Linked DNA regions of Cricetulus griseus: region 2 is linked to region 1. A link is a contact called in public Hi-C data. All regions are on one chromosome and are shown on one strand. The core of a region is the stretch at or near the end of the contact, and the rest is flanking DNA. Distances in the headings are between cores, read along the strand shown. Region 1 holds the start of Ier5 (immediate early response gene 5 protein). Region 2 has its middle 42 kb from the start of Ier5.

Evidence for each region. Hi-C and Micro-C count contacts between places; a contact is called where the count stands out from the background.
Region 2: a contact with region 1 is called in a Hi-C map of the CHL-YN cell line, with 2.4 times the contacts expected there. The contact joins the enhancer-like site here to the promoter of Ier5 in region 1. A contact is called at or near these places in 6 of 8 Hi-C or Micro-C datasets (the CHK-Q cell line, the CHL-YN cell line, the CHO-K1 cell line and 2 more).

What each region holds. Positions count from the first base shown.
Region 1 is chr5:36,654,649-36,660,493 of CriGri-PICRH-1.0, reverse strand. It overlaps Ier5 (immediate early response gene 5 protein), which reads right to left and starts at 3,653. Exons shown (of 1, transcript XM_027417347.2): 1 at 994-3,653. The coding sequence starts at 2,960. The coding sequence ends at 2,040.
Region 2 is chr5:36,695,660-36,701,858 of CriGri-PICRH-1.0, reverse strand. No RefSeq gene overlaps it. Among named protein-coding and RNA genes, the nearest start is that of Ier5, 42 kb to the right of the region's middle. Within about 2 kb of position 3,083, at least 2 of the 6 cell types and tissues checked have open chromatin away from gene starts, as enhancers often do.

The DNA.
Region 1 (5,845 bases), core at 2,404-4,903:
CCAAGGCATTCCATCACATGCTCCTTTTGTCTACGGCTATACAGCCTTTGTCTCTTTCCTCAGTTTCTCCTGTCTTTTAAGCACTCTAGTTAAAAACTGGTGCTATCTTTTCAAGTGCTAGCAATTATGTTTTAAAACACAGTCTCTAATTGGCTTGCCCCTAAGAGATCACTACCTCTCAAATACTGAAACATTTTGCATTAGACAAAACGGTCCCTTTAAATTGACTTGGCTTTCCTCTGTATCATGACCAAAACACTTATGTCATCATGTAGGTGACAACAAATCAGGCAGTTCTGCTAAATGAGAATTAAATTTACCCAACCCTCCTTGGCCTCCTTCCTCCTCTGGTTTGAGGCACATAATTTCACTTTCACCAATGCATTTACTTTCTACAACTAAACTAGAAAACTTAAAAAAAAAAAAAGTGAAATTTCAATCTTACCTAGCAGAACACAGAGATGGGTCTGAACATTTAGATAAGTCAATCTCATTGGTTTCTTCATGTTTGGTCCTAATAGACTTCTGAAGTAAGTTGTTATCTACCCCACCCCACCCCCATTCAAATCTAAAAAATGATCCATGGTCTATAAATTAACAGAAGACAGAAAGGAAGTTTTGGTGGAAACATCTGAGGATATGTCTTTAAAACTCGGTGCTTGAAATTACTTAATATTAAAGATTCCAAGCAGACTAGAGAAAAACAAGCTGGCCTGTGATGGCTCTAGAAAAGGCAGTTGTAGCGGCAGGTTTCAAGAACCTGCCAGACAGTCATTGATACTGGTATCTATCAGTAGTCCTCTGAGATAGGGATGTGTGTGAAAAACAAAAACAAAGCCCTTAAATATGTCTCTTGATACTTAAGACAACCAACAATGTCCCTAGTCTGTCAATGACTGACTCTTAAGAACCACACCTTCCATTTCCCAGACTGACTGCCCCTCCCCCCACTTTGTTGAAAACCCAGACAGGTGATTACATACAAGCAGGCAATGGAGTTGCTTCAAAATATTTAATACGTGTTAGACACGTAAAGTTACATTTTTATACAAAAATCAATACAGAGGAGGAGAAAATACTGTACAAAAACCTTATCAGCTCCCCCAACCTTTATACAACAAAGACTGGAGTCACCGTATCTACAAAACCATAAGGTCCTTCCACTTAGAGCTCGTCTGTAAACTTTGTTTCATTAAACACTTTTTAAAAGCACTGTGTAGTAAGTTCTGAGCTAGAGCTTTTAAAAATATATCTTTTCTCTATAAACTCCGTATTTCCAAGCTTGAACTCTTCTGTGAAGTTCACCAAGCTTTTTTATCCCCTTTGAGGAATTGAAGGTCCCTTAATGTTCTGCTGTCCCAGAGTAATCACAGGGTAGAAGCGCTTCTTCCGTGCCAGAGAAAGGTAGGGAGGGAGAAAAATAATACAAGTCTCTACTCCAGGCGAACTCCCTCTCGTCTGAGGAAATCCTGTGAGGAAACGCCACTCGGCGCGCCGATGAGGTTCTAGCTTTCATGAGAGTGTGTAAAGTCCCTCTCTCCCCCAAGATCAAATGGGGAACTCCCCTGCCTCGAGCCATTCAGCAGCTTCCTTTTCTGTGCTGCTGGCAGAGGAAAGTCCCTGTCTGCGCCCCCAAAAGTCTCAAGCCCCGGGGAAGGGGTGGTGCATTCCAGAACCACAGAACAGTCTCAACAACACAAGACAAACTTACACACGGACACACACACACACACACACACACACACACACACACACACACACACACACACACACACACACAGTCACACACAGACACAAAATTTAACGATCGATCGTCCTCTTCCGATAAGCCTCCAACTCTAGGTCTCTCTGCGTGAGACTCGAGAGCCACGGCCCAGCCGGGCTGCCCCGTTCGGGGCGATGTGCTGCCCGGCAGCAACCAGTCTCCCCCTACGCGCCCAGCGCCTACGGTCTCGGCTCGTCCTCGGGGCCGGGAAAGGCCACGGCCGAACTTCGGGGACGCCCGCTGCTCAAGCTCCAGCCGCTCGGGCCCCGGAGACTCAGAAGGCCACGATGGCTGTGCTCCAGGGGCTCATGTCTCTCAGCACCGGCTTGTCGCAGCAGATCTGCCCAGGCTCGGCGGCTTCCGGGCCGCTCTCCTCCGCCTCCTCTTCCTCCCGGCCGCCCGCAGGGCTTTTCCGTAGGAGTCCCGAGAAGCTAGAGCCGAAGATGCTGATGAGGTTTGCCACGTTCCCGGTCTCCATCTCCTCGTCCGTGTCCGTGTCCTCCTCGCCGGTGCTCGGCTGCTCTTCCGAGTTCCGGCGCGGCTTCTTGAGAGGGGTCGAGCCGGGCGCCGGGCAGCCAGCGCGGCCACCACCCACTCCCGCTGCGCCGCGCTTCCTGGGACACGGGGCGGGTGGCGCGGGGGAACCGTCCTCGGCTGGCTGCTCCTCCCGGGCCGGGGGACAGCCGCACGGGCGGCGCACTGCCCGGGGCCCCTCGGGGCACGTGTCCGGGCCGCCTCCAGAAGCCATCGCGCGCGGACGCTCCACGCGGCCCCAAGCAGCTGCCGCCGAGTCTGCCTCTCGGCCCGGGAGAGCGTCCCCAGCTCCGGCCACGGCGGCCACCGGCTCCGAGCTTCCCGTTCCCGGCGTGTGGCACACCGAAGGGCGCTGAGGCTGCGGCTCGGGCTCCGGCCAGGCGGCGCGGGCGGACGGCGGAGGCGGCTCTCCCCAACCGGAGGGTGGCCCGGCCACCGGCTCTCCGGGCTGCTGAGGCGGCGGCACCGTCGGGATACCCGTAGGGCCGGCCAGGTAGAGGCCAGGGCACGGGTCACTCAGGTAGACCTGGCGGGCGCTGCGCAGCACCAACGACACCAAGAGGTTCTTGTGTAGCTTGATGCCGCCGCGCTGGACCCGCGAGTTGTAGATCTTGCCGAGGGAGATGCTGACGATGCGGTGAGCCTCCAGCTTGAACTCCATCCTGCCTCCGCTTCTCGAGAGTGGCGCCTAGACGATGGGGTGAACGCCGAAGCTGCGAGAGGAGAGGGAGGCGGAAACAGGATCGCCTCTGGGGTGCACCCTCGGCGGCTGAAAGCTCGGTGGAGAAAAGACCCGGTGATGCGTAGCCCCCTCCGCCTCTTCGCCGCAGACAACAAACCTGATCTGCGTTGGTCGCTAAACTGAGCGGAACGAGCCCCACACAGCGCCTTATATAGACTCCTCGAACGCCAATCACAAAGCGCCGCCAACCGTTCTGGGCGGGCCGATGTGCCTCGTGCGCCGTCCCCAGCCAATCGGAGGCGGAGGAGGGGCGCCAGGGCCGGTTCAAACGTTAGTCCCGCGGAGCAAGCTCTTAAAGAGGGCGATCGCAGGCGGCCCAGGGACCAAGTGCGGTGGGATTTGGGTCCGAGGTAACGGTGAAGGTGAGTGAGGCCCACAGAACTGTCTGTCGTCACAAATTCCGATTTGTGAGCTGTCTTAGCCAACCTCACTAGAAGCGGACTATTGGAACTTTCGTTGGTTTGGAGTGCTGGAATCTACTACATAGTAAAGTTCGGCTCCTTTCGTGCGCAGTTTCCAGCTGCTCACACCATTTCTTGGCAGGAATAGAAGCTATGGCAATACAAAGCAGGGACAATCCTGAACGACAAACAGTACGAGGTATTTGAGATATTATTTTGGAGTCAGATCCTTTCCCATTAGCGTCACACTTTCAGCATCTGACCACAAGCAAAAGGGGAGGTTCTAGAAATTCCCAAGCTTCTGGCCTATCAAGGAACAGTGTTCAAGTACAAAGTCATTGTTTCTCACCTAAAGCTGGCATCTTTCACTTAGTTCCCTAAATTCTCGGTTGTCACACAGATTAAATGGAATAAATAGGAGGTGTTACCTACTTCTCCGAAGTGTTTGCTTGTTTGGTTGTTTTTATTTGTTGTTTGTTTATTAACACAGTAACTGAACTAATCCACACTTGGGGAAATCTAGTAAGTTCTAAAAATACAAATAGAGAAGTTCTGGGTTCCCATAATAATGTTGTAAATTTGTTTTATGTCAAGCTAATAGTATGGGGAAAGGGTTCCATCCACTGAGTCTTAAAAGTACCTAGCAAAGGGGCCACAAGATTGTATTAGTGCCTTCTGACTTTGTAAATTACCTCATAGTCTTTTAGTTTCAATTCTAAAAAGGAGAAATCATGTATACACCCACTTTATTATACAAAAGATGCATGACAACTCTTAGACACCATAAAATTAAGTGCCACTTTCATGGAGCCTGTGTGCAAAGTTGACCTAATCCCACAGTAGGGTTTCTCCAAACAATGTGTTTATGTAGAAAAAAATACTAGTGAGAGTAAGGCTTGACCACAGGAGAGCAGCTTAGTGAGGTTCTGATAAGAGCCTGCTGCATTACAAATGACCTGTTCAGGGGAACACAGAGAATGTACCAGGTAATAGTGCATCTCATGGGTACATTTACTGATGCCACATAATAAGTGGTACTTAAGACAACTGCACAGAGATGTCCCATGCTCCTGTCTAACACAGTTTGCTTAAATTTATTGCCAACTGACAATCCATCTTGAGTGGACTCAGTGACTTGGCTAGTGACCATGGACAGGTGCAGGACCTGGGTCTTTCAAAGCTTTCTTTCTTTCTTTCTTTCTTTTCTTTCTTTCTTTCTTTCTTTTCTTTCTTCCTTTCTTATGAGTGCTCTGTCTTCTCCTATGTCTGCAGGACAGAAGAGGGCACCAGATCCCATTCTAGATGATTCTGAGTCACCATGTGGTTGGTGGGAATTGAACTCAGGACCTCTAGAAGAGCAACCAGTGCTCTTAATGACTGAACCATCTCTCCAGCCCCAAAGCTTTATTTATTTTAATCAGAATTTCTTTTAAATATTTATTTATTTTTGGTTTTTCGAAACAGGATTTCTCTGTGTAGTTCTGGCTGTCCTGGAACTAGCTGGCTTTCCCCATGCTGGGACTAAAGGTGTGCAATACCACACCCACCGAACATCATTCTGATTTTATTTTTAAAAAGTCAAAGGACATCAATCCCGTTCCTACCAAATTTTCTGGTAAACCTGAAAATAGGGTTTCATGGGGACTGAGATATTCCTAACAGGGCTTTGAAGCATCTGGGAAGGGCCACATCCTCAGGCCTCACCAGACTCTGACTGTCAACTCGACAGTTTGAGAACTTTTAAATCACTGTGAAACAATGCTTACAGGCACAGGCTACCAGGGTAAGAAACCCAGCTCCACTTCTTACTTGCTAAGTACACTGTGGAAAGTTATTTCCCTCTCTTTGATTCAGTCTTTTTTATTTGATTACAGAGATAGTAATAGAGCCTACCTCTTAGAGCTCTGTGAGAACAAAACATTTACTACGCATATAAAAAAAAAAACCTCTTAGCACAGCACTGGACATATGTACACTTTCAATACACCTTAGTTATTAGGACATGCTACCCTACACTTGAATTTGGAGCAACAGAAGGGACTGGAGAGGGAAGGAACATAGATGAAAGTTTTAGTAGGGAAAGCGTATTTGAAGAGGTACTGAAAGCCCTTAGGTAGAATCCACAGACTCTAAACCGCAAAGCAAGGATGGAGTACAGGGAGCATCTCATTTGTCAGGTTGCCAAGGTGATGATAGTAAGTCATGGATGCTTCCACGAGGAGATGGGGCCTCAGGGACTCACTAAAGATTTCCCCATAATAAGAGAGCCACAGGATGGATTCTAGAACCATCAGTATGCAGGTGATTGTTCAACTATAGTATTTAATTATAAAACTTCTGTGAATGTTTCGGCAAAGGATTATTGAGAAGGCCTGGATTAGACAGAACTAGAAAGAGTGAAGA
Region 2 (6,199 bases), core at 1,834-4,333, 42 kb before region 1:
TGGCAGAATCCACTCAGGCAGTACCCTGGTCAGCCCAGGGACCCATGGGAACTAAGTCTGCAGCAGGTGTAAAGGACCCCTTTAAAAGACAGAGCCCTGCCCACTTACGCTCTCTTACTCTTACATTCTCTCTCTCTTACCTTCCTGTCCCTCTTCTTCCTTCCTCTTCCTCTTCTACTCTTACCCTCTCCCTCTTCTGCCTGTAATAAACTCTATGGTTAATGTCCTCTCTACAGTTCATGTTCCATCACTCGGGTTCCATCTAGCAACTTTCTAATTTTTAAACTTTTACAAAATAACAACACTGAGTGATGGGGCCTTTAGGTCTGGGGTTGTGCAGTCTCTATTCACTTCCATGCATATCTGTTGGCACGCAGGGCAGGGGCTACAGGGAATGGTAAGAGCCAAGTGACTGGAATTCGTGTAATAAACTTCCTGGGGGTCACCCCTAAGCTTTGTAAAGGATCATGGGGAGTTCCGATAGAAAAGGCAGTATAATGGCAACTTTGCCGGATTTGGAACGACCTAGGACACATACTCCTGTATGTGTCTGTGAGTATTTCCAGACACTGAGGAGGGAAATCCTACCCAAATTGGGGGAGGCACCATTCTGTGACTAGGGCCTGTGCTGAATAAAAAGGGAGAATGGAGGAAGCCAATAAGTGCCCGCATTCATCTCTCTCTGAATCTTGATTGCAGACACAATGTAACCAGCTGCTTCACTCTCGGTTGTACCATAGTATAGTCTCTCAAACCAGGAGCCAAAATAATCCATTCCTACCTTAAATTGCTTTAATCAGGTGTTTTGACACATCAACCAAAAGAGGAACTTAATACAAGTGAGGAAGACATCCCAGGAAGGGAAACAAAAGCAAAGGGCATCACAGGTGTGGGGCTCTTTTGATGCAGAAACTAGTGACTGAGATGTGAAAGGCATGGAAAAGGGGAGGCCTAAAGTACCAAGTGGAGGAGTACCTACCTACCTGAGCCTAGAGAGAACCTGGAGCCCACCCACATCCTACAGAAGAGGTCTACTGTCTCCCCTGAAGGATGGGGACAAGGATAGGACTGACATCAGGGAAAGGCACAGGGGTTGGTTCAGGTGGTGGCCAAGAGTGGAGAGGTAAAGAGGGGAAATGGATAGCAGAACCTCCAGAGAGAAAGCCAGGGGCTCAGACCCTAAAAACAACTCTTTTCTTTCCCTACCCCTTGTCACTCCATACTGAACTCTAGTCTTTGCTCCAGGGAGCAAACCAGCTAGTAAGTTAGCAAAAGTCTGCAAACATACCAGAGGTGACCCGTGATATTCAGTCTGCACCTGTCCTAGTTTACTTTCTATTGCTACGTTAAACACAGTGATGAAATGAAACCTGGGGGAGGAAAGGGTTTATTTGGCTCACACTTCCACATCACAGTGTGTCACTGAGGAAGTCAGAACAGGGACCTGGAGGCAGGAACTGAAGCAGAGGCCACTGAGAAATGCCGCTTATTGCCTTGCTCTAATAGCTGATGTTCAGCTGCCTTTCTGATTCTTCCCAGGACCACCTGCCAGGGGTGGCTCTAGTGACCCAGGCGGGCTGAGCCTTCCTACACCAATAATTAAAGAAAATGAGGTTGGCCTGCAGGCCGCTCTGATGGAGGCGTTTTCCCACTGAGGCTCCCTCTTCCCAAATGACCCTACTTTATGTTACTTGAACACAACACAAAACAAACCAACCTAGCCAGCACAGCATGCCAGCGTCAAAGGGGATCTTCATATTTTGCCAGTGCTCGAACATTTTCTTCCAACCCAACAAATCAGACCGTCAGAGGGTAGGTGGAGCCTAGTGACCACATTGGCTTTTGGTTTGGGGATTTTTTTTGTTTTTTTCTGAGTTCCCAAATGATTCTAAGCACACTCCCAATTGAGTCCCACTGAGAGGCGTCTTTGAACACCTGGTTCCCTTTTGAGAGTGGCCTCCTGGTGCCACAGTGGAGCTGGAACCCATTCCATTAGGGCTTGCTTGGCTCCTGGTGTCCCTGTGGCTCACAGCAATCACACTCCCTTTTGGACAGTTTTGGTCTTATCTTTTTCCTTAGTTAAGACATCACTTCCTCTGGAATGATGCTTCAAGTTCCCAAACCTGAGGTATAGTTCCTCCTGTAGTGTGTTTGTTTGGCACCACGACCCTCAGTACCATCCCAGCCCTTGATCTGTCAGGGCTGTGGTCAGTCACACTCACTGGTCAAAAACACTGAGTGAGTGTATCTTATTTCCTTTATAATTTGTTTCTTCCTAGAACTGTCTGTCTCACCTAAAACTTAGCATTATCCCAGTTCTAAAATTTTAAATCACATAGTGCTTGTCCCTGTGGAATGATTAAAGGGTCCAGAATTGGTGAATGGAGGATCCAGGAGTCATCAGTATCCAGACAGCTCTCTTCTCAGGGGGAGGATGAATGAGCCTCTACTTTCTCCCAGGCTAAGCCTTGCTAGGTCTTGTGAGTCAGAATGTCTCCCCTGGTTCTGTGGCTGGGCTCTAACAAGGATGCAGGAGTCACCCTAGGGGAAGATGGAGCAGGCCCTACTGGGTCTGTGTGAAGACTTGTCCTGGAAGCAGCCTCTAAAGATATACTTGCTGTAACTGTAGCTTCTCTGAAGGTCTAAAGGGCCAACAGAGGAGTACTGGCTGGCAAGGTGGCATTGTCATTGCTGTCTCTAAGGGCCAGCTGATGATAACCCCACAACTCCCAAAACACTCAAGCTTTTGAGGCCACCAGGAGGCACACATTGAAAGCCAAGCATCTTCAACTATGAGCCCAGCACCTCAGAGATAGTGAGACCACTGAACACCCTCTTGAAGAAGACTTGAGGTTAACGGTCAGGGACCCCTGCTACTACCGACTGACACTACTTAAATGTCCAGCTGCCAATCTGCTCACCCAGGCTGAATCTACTCCCCTTCTTCCCCTTCCTGTCCCCTCCCCTGCCCAAAACACCTCCTGCCAGTGACTTCCTCATTTCTAAAAATAACCCTAACCCTCCCAGCCAGCTTCAGTCACTTTTCATTCCTCCCACTCACCCCAGCCTCCCAGTGTCTCTGTGGATGTGTCCTCACACACCCCTCCTCAGCACCCTTCTCCTCGGCCTCGATGCTGTCTCTTTCCTTTAGCTGTTCCCCTCCCCAGCCACTGGCAGGGCAACTCAAGCATGCACCTCCCTCCACCCATGCCTTCACTGGATCTCACCCTGACAAAGAAATGTGTCTTGTGCACTTGCGCACACCTCTGTGTGTGTGTGTGTGTGTGTGTGTGTGTGTGTGTGTGTGTGTGTGTATGTGTATCTCTGTGTGTATGTGTATATGTGTGTGTGTCTATGTGTGTCTGTGTCTCTGGTGTGTGTATCTATGTATGTGTGTGTCTGTGTGTATCTGTGTGTGTGTGTGTGTCTGTCTGTGTGTCTGTGTGTGTGTGTGTGTGTGTATCTGTGTGTGTATGTGTGTGTGTCTGTGTGTATCTCTGTGTGTGTGTGTGTATGTGTGTGTGTGTGTGTGTGTGTGTGTGTGTGTGTGTGTATGTGTGTGCACACAAAGAAGTCAACAGGAGAGGACCTCAGGTGTCCTGCTCTAGTACTTTCTGTCTTGTTCCTTTGAGAAAGGGGCTTCACAGGACCTTGAGCTAGAGCTAGGTTGGCAACCAGCAGGCCCCCGTGATTCTCCTGTCTCTGCCCCACACAGCTCTGGGGTTTTTCCAGACTCAGGTGCAGCCATTCCCAGCTTTTGATGTGGGCTAGGATCCAATCAGGTCCTCACTCTTGTTCACTGAGGCATCTCTCAGTCCAGGCCTGTGCCTCTGTGCCTGTTATTTTCTCCATTTTAAAGAAATGCATGTCAGCTTTCCAAACATCAATGTCTTGCTCAGACTGAGGAGACAGCATGTTCTCTCTCTGCATCTCTCCCTGTCTCCCTCTATCTCTCTATCTTTCTATCTCCCTCCCTCCCTTTCTCTCTCCTTTTGAGATCAAGGGACCCATCTATCTTATGTGATCCATGAATTCACTATGTAGTTGAGGATGACCTTGAACTTCTGATCCTCCTGTCTCCACCTCTCAAGTGCTGGATTTGCAGTTCTACGACCGCTTTATACAGTGCTGGGATTGTCAAATCCAGGGATTCATCTATGCTGGGCAAGCGCTCTACCTTGCCTGCTACTCACAGCATTTTTAACCCTGGGACTTACCTTGCAATCATTTCTGACACTCTCCAACAGCACCCCAACACCCCTACCCTTCTATTACATTCCCATCAAGCCAGACAGAAGTACAGCTCTCTAGAAAGCACCCAGCTTTTGTCCTCCCTTGGTGACAGTTTAAAAAGTGACTGCCATTTACTAGCCATGTGATAGTAGGAAAACGCCTTAGTCTCTCTGGACCATGCTTTCCTCACTCCTGCCTTTCAAGGTGATTGGCAGAACTAACTGTGACCATCTGTAGTACAATGTCCAAGTCCTAAGTACTGAGTAAATAGCAGTTGATTGAGGTCACCTCAATGACTACCTCAGGTCGCCCAAGCCAGCTGTGAGCCTGTCTGTAGACATGTGTGAATGGGCATCTCCTCCCTATAAAGCTCTGTCCACTTGCAGCTTCATCTGGTGACCTTCAAGATTTCTGATCCACAGCCTGACCTTCTTCAAGGTGAACATGGCTCTGGCAATGGGCACTCCCCTCTCACACTGCAGTCCCCTCCAAAGCTCAGCAGGACTGACACCACAACACACTTGTCCATTTGGGGAGCAGGTTGGGGCACCCCCACTTCACCATCAGAGTTGCAGAATGTTCCTCAGAGCTTCCAACAGGTTCTCTTCAGCGACTATAATGGTGGGAGGAAAAACAAAACAAAACAAAACAAAACAAAAAGCCGTGATGCTTTTTGGTTGATGCTAAATGGATCTACGTGTGCTAAATCAATCACACTCAACTGCAACAGAGCCTAATGTGCTCTCCAAGCAGCTCCATCAGGAATTAGTTTAGAAGAGATTTCCTGCCTCAAGGACAGCAATGGTGACCAGATGGGACCAGAAGAAAGATGCTGTTATCAACGACAGGGCCTGTTCAAGGACATCAAAAGGGCTTACCATACCTTGGATAGGTACAGGCAAGAATGAGGTACTACTTAGAAAACCCAGCCGGGGAGGGGAGCTTAATTCTGAGTGGGCCTTAAGAACAGTATCTTCAGGAAGAGATGCTTCCAACCCAAGGTCAGTCTGTGCAGTTCCCACAAAAAAGTGTTCACTGAACACACAAAAGGAGACCAACTCCAAAGGCTCCAGAGAAATACAAAGCAGTGGTCTTGTCATCCATGTTTCTTTATAACTGTTATTCATGCCATGCCACTGTGAAGTCCCCAGAACTCAAGGTCCTTAAAGCCCACCACAGCCCCCAGTGCCCTGGGAACCACAACAAAAAGGATGAATGTTTGTCAGGAGCACTTTTTCTCAAAAGCTCCAGAGACTACAGCTGTCCTGAAAAGACTTGCTGGGGTAGGTAGGACTCCCTCTTGACATCCACAGCTAATGACAGTTGTGACAGGAACCCAAGCTGGAGCTGTGGATGGAGCTTCTGGGACCCAGGCTTCTCTAATGAGTGCCACCCATAGGCCCCAGCCACCTCCTTTCTCATACTGCCTAAACAGGGAAGGACCCCAGCCGTACTCTCTTACTTCCTTTTTCTTAGGCCAAAAGAGGGTAGCCAAATATATTTCCCTTAGAGACTTGCTAATACCTTTGCCTCTACTTCACAGTTTTCTTGGGGACAGGGTGTGCATGAACATGTGTTCCTGAATGTAGAGACCAGGAGTTGGTGTTGAGAACCTTCTCAGTCACTCTCCACCTTATTTATTTTTTGAGACAGGCTCATTCACTGAATCTGGAGCTCACCAGTTCAACTAGACTAGCCAAGGATGCCTAAGGATCTTCCTGTTTCTACCTCCCTAGTGCCTGGGATTGCAGGCACACACAAGATGCCCAGCTTTTCAGATGGGTTCTAGGGAACTAAAGTCAGGTTTTCACGCCTATGTGGCAAGCACTTTACCAACTAGGCCAAGTCCCCAGGCCCCTTCATAGCTTTCTGGTGACTTCCATTCCTGTTCTGTATCATACTTTCTTCTCCATTCAGTACTTTCCTTCTGGTTCTAGTCCTACATCCTGCTCTGTCTTCCTTTCCT